2 separate regions of the Gossypium hirsutum genome follow, and region 1 is linked to region 2. Evidence: chromatin contacts called from public Hi-C data. All regions are on one chromosome and are shown on one strand. Each heading gives the region's core, a stretch centred on a gene start, on an enhancer-like site or on the middle of the called end of the contact. The rest is flanking DNA. Distances are from core to core; before and after follow the strand shown.

Region 1 (6,586 bases), core at 953-3,452, 39 kb before region 2:
CTTCCTTCTTCAGTTTCAATCTTCCCGTAAGTACAAGGGCCAGCCGATAGGTCGATCACAACAAACCTGAACAGTAGAGGCAGAAATGAGCCCCAGAGAAAGATATTAAAAAAAAAAGTGAGGTTATAGAGCAGCTAATTGAGAAGTGGAATTTTATATTATCAAATATCTTGTTAATATTTCTAATCTAGCAGTTCTTTCCCATAAGTCCATAAATCAGGGACCCAAAAGTTAAACTTTCGACAAAGTAATGCAACTCAAAACAGACCTTCCAGAGCTAAGCCAAACTTGAGACGCTCCTCCTCCATTGTATCGATATCGATATATGTAGTCTCCCTCTTGTTGTTTCATTTCTTCATTAGTCAGTGGGGTAAGTTTGCTATACATCAAACTATCAAGATCAACCTCTTTATTCCTAGGATCCATTCTGACCTAAAAAGAGGCCGAATCATTCACCAGTGTATCAAGAAGGAAAATTTCAAATCAATGCAGCCATGTAAGGGGAAAGGAAAAACTAAAACACTAGGAATGGTCAAAGTTTCATACAGACAAAGCACAGAACTAATGTTTGAAATTATACTTAGCTTATACCTTGTCGAAGTTAACAATAAATATAGCAGTTGGCACAGGTCTATCCATCTCTTTAGCAGAATATCCCCCACTTTTGATGTCAAATATATATGAATATAGCTTTTGGAATACTGGCTCCACAGCTGTTGCTTCCACCTCAAATAGGGGCACCTCTCTCCCAAAATCAGGCTAATATGTAAAATGAAAAAAGAAAAAAGAAAAAAGAAATTGATATACAAAAGAATTCATATAGTTAATATTCTTTCCACTATCAAGAGTAATAGTAAATATGAAGCAATATAGTAGACCTCTCTTGCAGAACCAGCAGGAACCATGGCCCCCTTCAGTGCCTTCTCAAGCGCAATCAATTCTGGCTGTCCTGCCTATAGTAGAACAAATAAGTGAAGAACAACACTAACAACTCAGTTTAGATATCTAGCTGAAGCTTAAACCAGTAGTAATTATTAAGATGCAATAAGGAATGAAAAAACTTACAGGAAATGTGTTATAAACAACATGATGTTCGATATCAAGGGGCTCCTCGGTCTCGAGACAGGAAGGCCTATGAGAGGGAAAGCTAACTCTCAGAAACTCCTCCAATTTCTGTGAATCGACATTGTACCGATAGCCACCATCTCCATTGAGACCAATTAGCACCACATTCACCTCGAGCGGAACCTGAAATGGAACCTGCACAACAGAACCTGTTCTAATCATAACCATAGATGAGTAAAACTAAGCTAACAGCCACAACCTCTTCATGTTTCTAGGGATTTCAGGAACGCAATTTAAATTTTGAATCACATTTTGGGAGAGATCAACTGCGTAGCTCATTCACTCAAGTCGAAACCTATAATATTGGTAAGTTCCTTTAAAGTAATCATTAAAACAACAAAAAGTCAATGAAAATTGGCGAGAAAAATGTCCATATAAGTTTCTTTAGAGATTTAACAAGATTTTTAGAAAGGGAACCTTTTCCAATCATAACCAGAGATGAGAAGAACTAAGCTAGCAGCCACTAACTCTTCAAGGTTCTAGAGATTTTCAGAACGCAATTCGAATTTTGAATTACATTTTAGGAGAGATCAACTGTGTAGCTCAAATTCAGTCAATTCGAGTCCTATAATTTTCGTAAATTCGACGCTCTAAAGTAATAATTAAAATGAAAAAACCTCGATGAAAACCCGACATTATTAATAATATGAATTTCTTTCAAAAAAGAAAACTCGATGAAAATTGGCGAGGAAAAAGTCGTCATTAATTTCTTCACAGATTTAACAAGATTTTCAGAGCGAGAATCGATTACCTCAGCACGCGTGTGGAGCGTGCGGCGAACATCGGATCGGACGCTGTCGCGAACTTCGAGGAATGCGCTATGGTGCCAGTGAGGGAGGCCGGGGTCTCTTTTGAACGCTTGTTGAGTAGAATCGGAGAGAGTTGCGAGTCCACTGAGTGTAACGAGAAATATCGCATATGATAACATAGACGATAACCTCGATCTCGATTCCATTTCAGTGATAAAAACAGAGGAGAAATGCGTGAAAATGCTACTCAATTAATTTTGTATGAGCTTTTTAGCCATTACCGGCGATGACTTGCGCCTAGACTGAACTGTGAAATAATAATTTACAAAGTTTCCAAAATGATCCCTGCTTTTGTGGTTAAATTACGAGATGTAGAATGAAAACATTTTATAATGGGCCTTTTGATTTTGGGCAATCAATTTTCAACTTGAAGCAGCCCACCCCATCTTCTCCTTTCATCAAATTACGAAGGGTTAGACTTGGTGTGTTTTTCCGTTATTTTGAAAAATAAATAGAGTGAAAAGAAAATTAAAATGATGAAAAATTGAAGGATGGAAAAATAAAAAGATAAAAAAATATATGTAATTTTTCTTTTTATATATGCGCCGGGTAGAAAAGATGGAAAAGATTTTTTTTCTTTCATTACCGAGTAAAATTGAAAGATTAAATTAAATAAAATAAAACATTTGAAAAATACACAATTTAAATTAAGAGACACTTCTCTCTCACTTTCTCTCTAATCGTCATTTCAATTTGGAAGATTTTTTTTTATGCATTAGAATAAAAAATTATTATTTCTCCTATTTTCTTTCCCACCCAGTATACTTAAAATTTATTTTCTTTCCACTTTTCCACTCCCTCTCGACATCACTCCACTTTTTCACCTAACCAAGCACACCCTTAAGATTTGCTTGGTACAAATGAAAGAAATTTAGAAAAATGGAGAGGAAAACTAGAATGATGGAAAATATAAATTTTCTTTCCATAGATGTACTTGGTAGAAAAGATGAAAAAAAAGTAATTTTCTTTCTCTCAATTGCTTGGTAGAGTTGAAAAGTGAAAGCAAAGCAAATAAAACAACCGAAAAATGTAAAATTTGAACAAACATATACTTTTCTCCCATTTTCTTTTCTCTGATCATTCCAATTTAGAAAGATTAATTTTTTATGCATTAGAATAGAAAATGATCATCCCTTCTATTTTATTTTCTCACTTTTCTTTCCAACTAAATACACTTCAAATTTATTTTCTTTCCATTTTTTCATTCTCTTTTTCCATCCCTTTATTTTTTTCATCCAACCAAATACACCTTAAAGTCATATGCAATGGTACAACCTTAAAAGACATAGGTACTTTTTTGTTTGAAGAAGCACTTTTAGAATCAAAATAATATTCTTAACCCTCATTTATTATTAAATTTATTTTTTTGCGATATTTATATTAGGTATACAATTATTTCACTTCTTGAAATTTATTTCAACATTATATATTTGAACTAATTTGTATTCTTATGTGATGCACAATTATATATATTAACTTTTTAATTCTTTTATAACATAGTTTATGTTAATTTCTTCAAAAAAGTCATTATTAAATTAAAAATTAATGTAATTAAAAATATTTAACTAATTTAGAATCAGTTATATTAGTGTTATTTAATCTTAAAGGTATTTACTATTAAAACAATACAAAAATTCATCATGGTATAAATATTAATATTAATACATTATAGTTTAAAACTATTATTAATAATATTAATATATTATAATTTAAAAATATTATTAATAATTTCTTACAGATTCTTTATTTTATATATATTGTTAAATTAATTTGTTTTAATCTTAAAATTGTTAATATTCAATTTTTGTAATTTTATGTTTATTTTTGTTCTACTTTAATCAATGAATATAATTAATTCTTATTATATTTGAAAAATATAAATTTAATTTGATAAATGTTATTAATAAGTGTCTGTCTTTAAAAATATATTTTAAACTTAACAATTTAATATCCATTAATTTAATATTATAACATTAAAATTTAATTTAAGTAAAATCTTCTACTTTGATAAATGTTATTATTATCATGTGTCTTTCTTCTTCTTTTTGGTGAAAAGTAAAGAACAAATGATTACATGGATTTATTCATAGATACAGTGCCTCTAATACTATCTTCTTGCAGTATTTCTTTGATTGCCATGGGAGGATCTTCGAACATATGTAAGTCTTCATCGTCCAATGAAGCAATTTTTGTTATTGCACTTATTAAATTCTCTAAGGATATATTCTAAGAATCACTTCTCTTCATTTAATAAAATCTGTTGATTTCACCTAATCAAAGCGAAATTTGATCTTTCAAGTTTATTGTTGCCGATGATTTTAACGACATCAAGATTATTAGATTCGATGACGACCTCATCATAACCTTGTTTTTGAATCAGTAATAAACCATCTAAAATGCCCATCTAAAACCGAGCACTTCCCCAAAAAACAATTGTAGCCCAACCATATGAAACCTTATGATTTCATCCGAACTCATTGATTTACCTTGGAAAATGATCAAATTTTGATTTTACCAGATTCGCCAAAGTAATAACCCGAAGAAACATAACCATTCCAATTCTCTCATGCTAGGATTTGACTAAACTTGTAGATTTGAAAGTATCCAATCCGATAAATTACAATAGAAAAAATGTCTCTTCAGATTTGGCGGGAGAACATCTCTAAGAACATGTAATGCATCCTTGAATTCATGGCCACAAAGGTGACACGACTCGTCTTGTCCAATACCCCTACGGAGCCTTTCAGAATTAGTTAGAAGTCTCTATTTTAAGGCTAGCCAAATAAACTGTCGCACTCTTTGGAGACCCGAAAATTTCCATACAATGTTCCAAATACCATCTCTTGGATTCCAAGACCCCTCTTTTAGCATCCAACATGCGCTTTTGACTGAAAAAATGCCAGACAAGGTACAAGTCCATGATATAAAATACGATCCCGTAGAAGCCATAGGTGGTGGAACACTAATGATGGGTAGGATGACATTTTTTGGAAACCAAACTCAACTAATAAAATTAAGAAAAATAAACATCCTAACCAATTTTATTTAATTACTTTAGCATTCTATGTTTTATGAGTTATTCTTTCTGTAACATTAAACATATACTTATTCTTATCATCGATTAATCATTAACAATGTATAAATAACCAATAATATATACTATATGATTTAGTTAATTATATTGTAGGTCAAAAAGTATCGGAAATGATCTCTCATTTACAAAATATTCAAATTATTTAAGCGAGATTAGTAAAATAATATATAATTATATTTTAAAAGATATATAGGGTAAACTACTAAAATAGTCACTTTTGTTTAGCTCAGGTTACATTTTAGTCACTTATGTTATCATGTTGTAGCATTTTAGTCACTGAGCCGTTAATTGCCGTTAACTGTGTAACGGTAAGCTAACATGGCACGTTAAATCATCATTTCAAACGAAAATTTTGGGTTAAATTATATAATTAGTCCCTATATTTTTTCGTTTTGAGCAATTTAATTTTTTTCTTTTATATTCTCTTTATTTTTTATTCTCTTATGCTTTCCCATTTCTTTTAATGTAGTTTTTCTATGTTTTCCGTTTGTTAAAACTAGTCCCTATACTTTTATTTTTTTTGAACAATTTAATTTTTTTTCTTTTTATTTCTTTATTTTCCTTTTCTTCCTCCCCTTTATTTTTCTCTCTTCTCATATTCTTCATTGCAGAAACATAATATTTGCCCACCAAATAAACCAAGTCTTTGTTTCTTTCACATGATTCCTAAATTGAATTTCACTCGAAACTGAACACCAAACATTCTTAATCAAATCTCGATTAGAATATAGCCTAATTTTGAAACTAAAATTGGATCTAACTAATCAATATGAAAAATCATATGCTTAATCAAATCTAAACATAAATTGAATTCTTTATATTCAAAATAATTTTTTTTCGTTTCCAAATTTTTACTGAATCGTGTAGATTATTCATATCCTTTTCTTTTCTCTTTCTGATGAATAAAATTAAGCAAACGATAAAATTGATCTAAACCTTCTTGGATATTCCCAAGCAAGTTTGATTGGAAGTCGAGTATGGATGAACCAAAGAGAGAAAGAGAGCATGGAACCAAACTGGTTTGGGTAAAGTTGAGGGTAAGTTTCGCATGGTGGTCATTTTAGTCATCGAGAGTGTAGAGCTCGTTTGAAGGATTTGTGAAACAACGTAGTTTCGAGAGAACGAGAATGTTGTAGGGAAGATAGATAAGGTGGTCGTGGGGGGTGGTTAGGAGGTTGAGCGAATGGGCTTGGGAAACTTTGTTGAGGGTGGATTGTCATAAGTCACGACTTGGAAGGTCTTCGAGTGAGGCGAGCTTGTAGACTAAGTCATTAAGAGATCCAAATTGGTTCGTTAAAGTGGTGATAGACAATGAGGGTTTGTTATTGTGGGGTGAGAATATGCGAATCAAGTTTTATTTTTATTTCGTCTTTCGCCTTTTATTTTTTCATAAACATAAAAAAGCTTTAACAAATGGAAAACATAAAAAAAAAACTACGTTAAAAGAAACGGAGAAGGGAGGAAAATAGAGGGAGAAGCCGAAGAGAATGAAAAAAATAAAAAAAAGGAAAGTTAAAAGAACATAAAAGAAAAAATTAAATTGCTTAAAACGAAAAAA
Region 2 (6,498 bases), core at 497-2,996:
ATTACAATTAAACAATAAGATAAGTTACATAATTTTATGAAATTAAAAAATTATAAACAAAATATTTATAAACTTTAAATATGTGTTATAATTTTTTTTATAAAATTTAAAAAATAATTAAACCAACACTAGTAGTGATTAAGATTCTTGTTAAAGGCTAGGTGAGATGGTAAGGATCTCTCCTACCTTAACTAGTGGTTGAGGGTTCGATTTTTGCCTTGGGTATAGAGTAAATTTAAAACTCGTGATCAACGTTTCCCCTCTTAATGGGCTTACAAAACGCGAATGATTAAACATTGGGTTCGTTGCTTATCTCTTGTCTCAAAATTTGTTTTTTTTTAAATGTATAAGATTAAAATATTATTTTTAGAATCGAACTGAACCGATTTGTTAGATTGAGAACTGATCAATACAATAATTTAAAATAAGATAAAAAATTAATAATTTATAAACTAATCAAACTAAAAATCAATAATTTGATCAATTCAACCATTTGGAAAATATTTGCCACTACTACTTTGGGTATTCTAAATTCGTTCGAGGTGGGTGGCTGCAATTCAAGAACTTGAAATAACCTTAAAATAAAAACTTACATATGTTAGAAAATTGTAAATATTATGGACTAATAAAAACATATCCACAATTCAATGTTGTTGGCATTGAGTTGAAAGGAATTTGATTGAAGGGTGAAACACTGGCCTGCGTGCCATATAAATAAGATATTGACATAAAATTGTGTCTGTCGTCAATAAATTTGAACAAATGTGTCCAACCCATAGTTTGGATTAGTGGGGTCAATTAACACATGGAATTTTGTCATTAGATTTGATTGTGCATGGAGTTAGGGGAACACTTGCGACCAATTTGAATCTCCGCCAAATATGTTACGCCAACCCACCATCCATCTCCCCCCTTGGTTCCCGACCTCATCACAGCGGTAACATCCCATCCCCAAAAAGTAGGCCCAATGGCTGCCAACATATGCTCATTTGATGCTGCTGGATATCTAATTTTTTTTCTATTTCAACAAATCTAGTTCTTTAGTTAATTCTATAAGACTTCCTTAAATATAAATTGATTTTCAAATGTTTTAATTTCAATGTCTTTAAAATATCATTATTATATTAGTTAAGTTTAATTGTAAATTTGAGTATAATCAATCGAGTCAATTTTAACTTATGAAGATTTGAAATTTTAAAGATTCTTTACTTCGATTTTTTATATTTTAATTACTTTGAATATATATTAACTTTCAAGTTAGATCTGAATTGGTGTTTTAGGATTAATAAAAGTATTTGATTGATACAATCTTATATTTTGAGAATTCAATTAAAACAATTTACAATTTAATTCACAATTAAATAAGTTTCATCTTTTTTTTTTGAAAATTAATTTATTCACATTTCAACATAAAATTTTCAAAATATCTAAAAATAATTAATAAATAATATGTACTGTTGGCATCGAAACTAGCATACAATTGTTATTTATATAAAATAACTAGCATACAAATTCTAAATTGTAAGATGGGAACTTTGATCATATAATGCCAACAAACATAAGTTATTATGAATATAGCAATAGATCGTTGGTAAAAAAACAATAAATATATCCGTATGTGATATTGATTGAAATGATATAAAATGAGATTAAAGTTGAGGTGGTGAGCGGGTAGTGTGTAGGGGGTGATGGTCCCAACTATAAAAGGGAGATTGGATGGGCGTAGGATTCAAGTTTCCACCTATCTTATGCAATTCACAGCCCACAGACTATGGTTTATGGGTTGCTTGGGATTAGTGGTGGAATTTGCTGAACGAGAGTAGGGTTCAACTTTTTTTTCTTAAGAGGTACTTCCATTCCATCCCATGTCGCCTCAGGGGCCTAGTTTGGATGAATGGTGTTTAAATAAAGAAGGGTAAAACTATGGGCAGCCTCACCTATATATTAATTAATTACATTTGAGCTAAAAGCAGCGACAACAACTGTCCCAGAGAGCCTTTAAAACACCTTTTTTGGCCCACTCGGATGTGTACCCATTAAACTCCAAAACTCGAAATTAGTGAAACTCTACAAAATTATGGGATTCTAAATCTTCAATCTACAAAACTACGTGTATCTGGATTTTCGGTATTAAGATTTAAGTTATGCTCAACGTGGCTCAATTATTGATAATTTTTTATTTAAAAAAATTATAATTCAATTCTTAATTAATAGTAAGTTTACACTTTAATTATTTAATTTTTGAATAATTACTCTCGATTATGATTATTAATAACAATTCATGTTTCAAATCTTAACAAAGCCTTTACCAACCCATGCCTCACTTCTAAGTTCTAACCTAATTAATTCAGCAACCCTTCATATTTAATTTATTCACCATTTCCATTTCGATTAAATTCATAACCAAAAAAATTTAAAATTTAGCTATTCAACATCCTTACTTTAAAACAACAATCAAATATCACCTCAAGTCTTCAACTACAATAAAAGCAAACAAAAATAAAAAAAAGAAAGAAAGAGAATCTCCAATTTCAAAGAGACCCAAATAGGACCTACAAAGAAAGGGAACATCATAATATTAAAAAAAAAGAATCAAGATATAAAAAAAAGAGTAAAACGTACTAGATTTCAAGAGTTAGCTAAAGAGCTCAAGACAACGGAGACTCAAGCCAAACTGTCAAAGAGATTGTTTTGCTCAAAAGAGGAATATATCGAATTTAGTCAGCCATTCGACAACGGTGGGCAAAGATCAGAGAATTTCTTTGTTAGAGCTTTGGGTTTAAATCAACAAAGTTTGGGTCCATTTCAAGGAAAACTAAAAAGTTGACAGAAGAAGCAAAAAGCTTTGGTTCAGTGTGTTTCTTCATCGTATCGAATGGTGGCAAGATTACTAGAATATAGTGTTGAAGGACCTCCCAAATCTTATTGCAGAAATTTCGAATAGTTCAATGATCAACTTGTAACTTTTTAACATTCAGTGGTCAAAATGTAAACTTACTAATAGTTGAGTGATCTTCAGTGTAATTTGCCCTATGATGAATAGTGACTTAATGGCCATATCATACGCCCATTACCAAGTTAATGAGCTAGTGAACTAAACGAAATGTTTGAATATTTGAGTGACTTAAATGATAACATTTGAGTAATTCAGTGATCTTGGGTGTAGTTTACTTTAAGATTTTTTTATTTTATTTTTATCTTAGATGCATGTTAGTGGTGTTAGAACCATAAAAAGTATGATTTAAAACTTAATAAACCAAGATCTGTCATGTCAGATCATCTAGGAAAAAACCAGATGCGAAAGCATACTTGAATCCATTAATATATTGAAATATTCAAACTTTGTGGTCTTGATCTTTCAAATTAACACATAAGTATTTCAGAGAAAGCAATTCTCTCTTTTGAAGATAAGATGTTAGAAAAGTTGCATATGTGTAATTTAGGAACCATAACCCTAATATATAAATTTTGCATATGAACCTTAATTTCTAATTAGCCCATCATCAATTAGAAATTAGTTACTAGAGTATCTACACATATTTGACCCATATTTTAATTAAAAAACTAAAGCCTAATAAGCCTTAACCATATTATATCACTTTTAACTTGAGCTAACATTTTATGATAGTAAAATAGCATGTAATTTTCTTATTATATATATGTTGTCCATATTATCCAACAATCTTCCACTTGGATCATATATATATACTAATAATCATTATATAACCTTATGAACTTAAAACTTTACTATCATATCCAAATTGATATTTTGAATAATCTCGCTCGTTAATTATGTTAACATAGAACCAATGTGACTTTCATTACATATATCATAACTAAATCCATCATTGATCATACATATTAACACAACCAAATGACATAGATCAAGTATAAATGTGTAGGATGTAAATTATATGTAATGTGATCTAAACAAATCTATTTCCAACTGGTCATCGTTCAACCTTTATGAGATCAAACCTAACCAAAATAAGAGAGTGGAGAAACCAAATAAACCTTATTCTACAAAAAAATAACTTTATGATATCTGTAAAATGAAATAATTGAAAATGTGTCTACAACAAAAATAATTTAAAATTACAAACTCTTTCTAAAACCAAATATCCTTAAATGACATTACACCCACATGAGTGATATGCTAATTAAAAACCTCGAGTGGTAGTTTTTTAGTAAGCGGATCCGCAACCATGGAGTTTGTCCCAATATGCTTTATAAATACTTGACTACTCTGAACTCTTATTTTAACAACCAATAATTTAATGTCTATTTGCTTTGACTTTGATGTGTTCCTATTGTTATTGGAATAAATGATTTCCATTTATTGTCACAATTTGTAGCCTAGTAATAAAATTTTTGCATCCATGTTCCATCAAAATCAGAGCTTATATACTTGAAGATCTCTAACTTATCAGATCTTTGGTATGTGGTCATGTAATGTTTTATTTTTCTAAAAATAACGTAAGAATCATTTGACCACTTTCTAATGATCCATGCCCGAATTGCTCAAATATCTGCACAACATCCAACAATGTATGTAATATCCAGACGCGTACAAACTTAAGCATACATTAGACTCCTTATAGCTAAAGCATAGGGAACCTTTTGCATTTATTTAATCTCAAAATGATTCTTGGGGCATTGATTGAAGCTAAACTTATTACTTATAAACAATATGTTATCGACATATAAAACTAGAGATAGAACCTTACTCCCATCAAACTTGTGGTATATACAATCATCAACCAAATTCATCTCTAAACCGAATGAGATAATCACTTAGTGGAATTTGTAATATCATTAACGAGAGGCATGCTTAAGCCTATAGATGTATTTCTTTAATTTGTAAACCATTAACTTTACATCATCGAACACAAAGTTTTCTAGTTGCATCATATAAATCGTCTAATCAGTGTCTCACCATTGAAAAACGCAATATTGACATCCATATAATGTAGCTTAAGGTCAAATATACCACTAAAGCCATTATAATCCTGAAAGAGTCTTCTGCAATCGTATAGAAAATCTTTTTATAATAGATACATTTTTCTAGGTAAATTTTTTAGCAACATGACGTGCCTTATACCTCTCCATATTGCTTTTTGAATCCCTTCTGGTTTTAAATATCCATTTGTAACCAATGGGTTTTGCACTTTAATGGAATAATGTCCTACACATCATTCTCTCATAAAATTTATCTCTTCATTCATGGCATCTATCCACTTTTAAGAGTTAGGACTTTTCATGGCTTGACGAAAGTTGATTGGATCATCTTCCATCACTCCAAAGTCAACTTTATGTTCTTTGGAGAAATACAATATCTGAAATTATTTTTTTTCTCTAGTAGATCTTCTTAATGGCATTGGTTCTTGAGGTTGTAGAGTTTATTCTTCTAAAACAATTTCTTATACTTGACTATGAGATTCAACGACATTGACTTTTTCAAGAGTTGCTATGTGAACAATATCAGGTATAATAGACTGTTTCTTATAATATATGTTTCTGATCAACATATTCATCTTCAAAGAACAATCATTATATGTCTTAAAAATAACCTTAGTAGTGAGATTGTAAAATTTGTATCCTATAGATCTTTTAGTGTATCTAAAAATTTAAAGGGTTCATAAATATCGTTGGACACAAGTTCTCAATTTCGTTTTTAAAGACATGTCCTAATCCCTTATGCCACAACAAAACCAAATTCTTAGTGGTTAATTTTCATTTCTTACCTATTACGGTAGTATGCAATGATTCATTAAATAAAAAAATAACATCAAGTAAATATGGATTATCATAACCTAATAAAGACCCAAAACCAACCAAATTTGAATTATGAAAAAGACTAAAATTTTCCTTTCCAAATGAACAAGAATAATCAAATTTGTTCAATGTTGAAATGGAAATAAAATCTTGCCTAAAAACAATACAACAAAAGTCTCATTCAAACCCAAATAAAATCTTGTTCTTATTCATCACCATTTAGAAGTTCTTATTGCTTGAACGTCTACCAAATTACCGTTGCCCACATAGATGTATCTTTCACCATGATTTAGTTTTTAGTAGTTTTGATAACCTTACATAGACACACTATGTGAGTTGTTGCATCAAAATCTATTCATCAAGTGTGTCTAGGTACCGAAGTTAAATTAACCTTAGAACAAACAAATTAAGAAATGCATATGTCGTACCATAAGAGAAACAACTATCATTATGCGTAATTTTTATTAAAAGTTATTAGTGGTTTTTGAGTAAGTACCATGGAGATTCTTGTACTTGGAGTCAGATTGCATTTTGCCTCCTCTACTAAAAAATGAGCAAACTAGTTCCTGTACATTAGATCAAAGAGCAAATTGGTCATTTTGTTAAAAATTTCATCCATTTCTATTATTAAATGATGATATGACTGGCGGAGCAACTAGACAACGACAAATGACATGCGAAAAATTTAAAAAACTTAAAAATAAATAAATTATCTAAAGAATC

What was found. A called contact is a pair of places that touch in the nucleus more often than the background predicts.
Region 1: a Hi-C map of hypocotyl shows a contact between it and region 2, with 2.4 times the contacts expected there. The contact joins the promoter of LOC107915086 here to the enhancer-like site in region 2. A contact is called at or near these places in 8 of 34 Hi-C or Micro-C datasets (anther, fibers, hypocotyl and 2 more).

What each region holds. Positions count from the first base shown.
Region 1 is chrD10:53,047,268-53,053,853 of Gossypium_hirsutum_v2.1, reverse strand. LOC107915086 reads right to left here and starts at 2,202. Exons shown (of 16, transcript XM_016844203.2): 1 at 1,877-2,202; 2 at 1,066-1,260; 3 at 879-953; 4 at 592-759; 5 at 269-432; 6 at 1-66. The coding sequence starts at 2,080.
Region 2 is chrD10:53,008,154-53,014,651 of Gossypium_hirsutum_v2.1, reverse strand. No RefSeq gene overlaps it. Among protein-coding and RNA genes, the nearest start is that of LOC121222457, 19 kb to the right of the region's middle. Within about 2 kb of position 1,746, at least 3 of the 9 cell types and tissues checked have an H3K27ac peak or open chromatin away from gene starts, as enhancers often do. A contact at or near this core is called in hypocotyl and leaf, where this site is marked.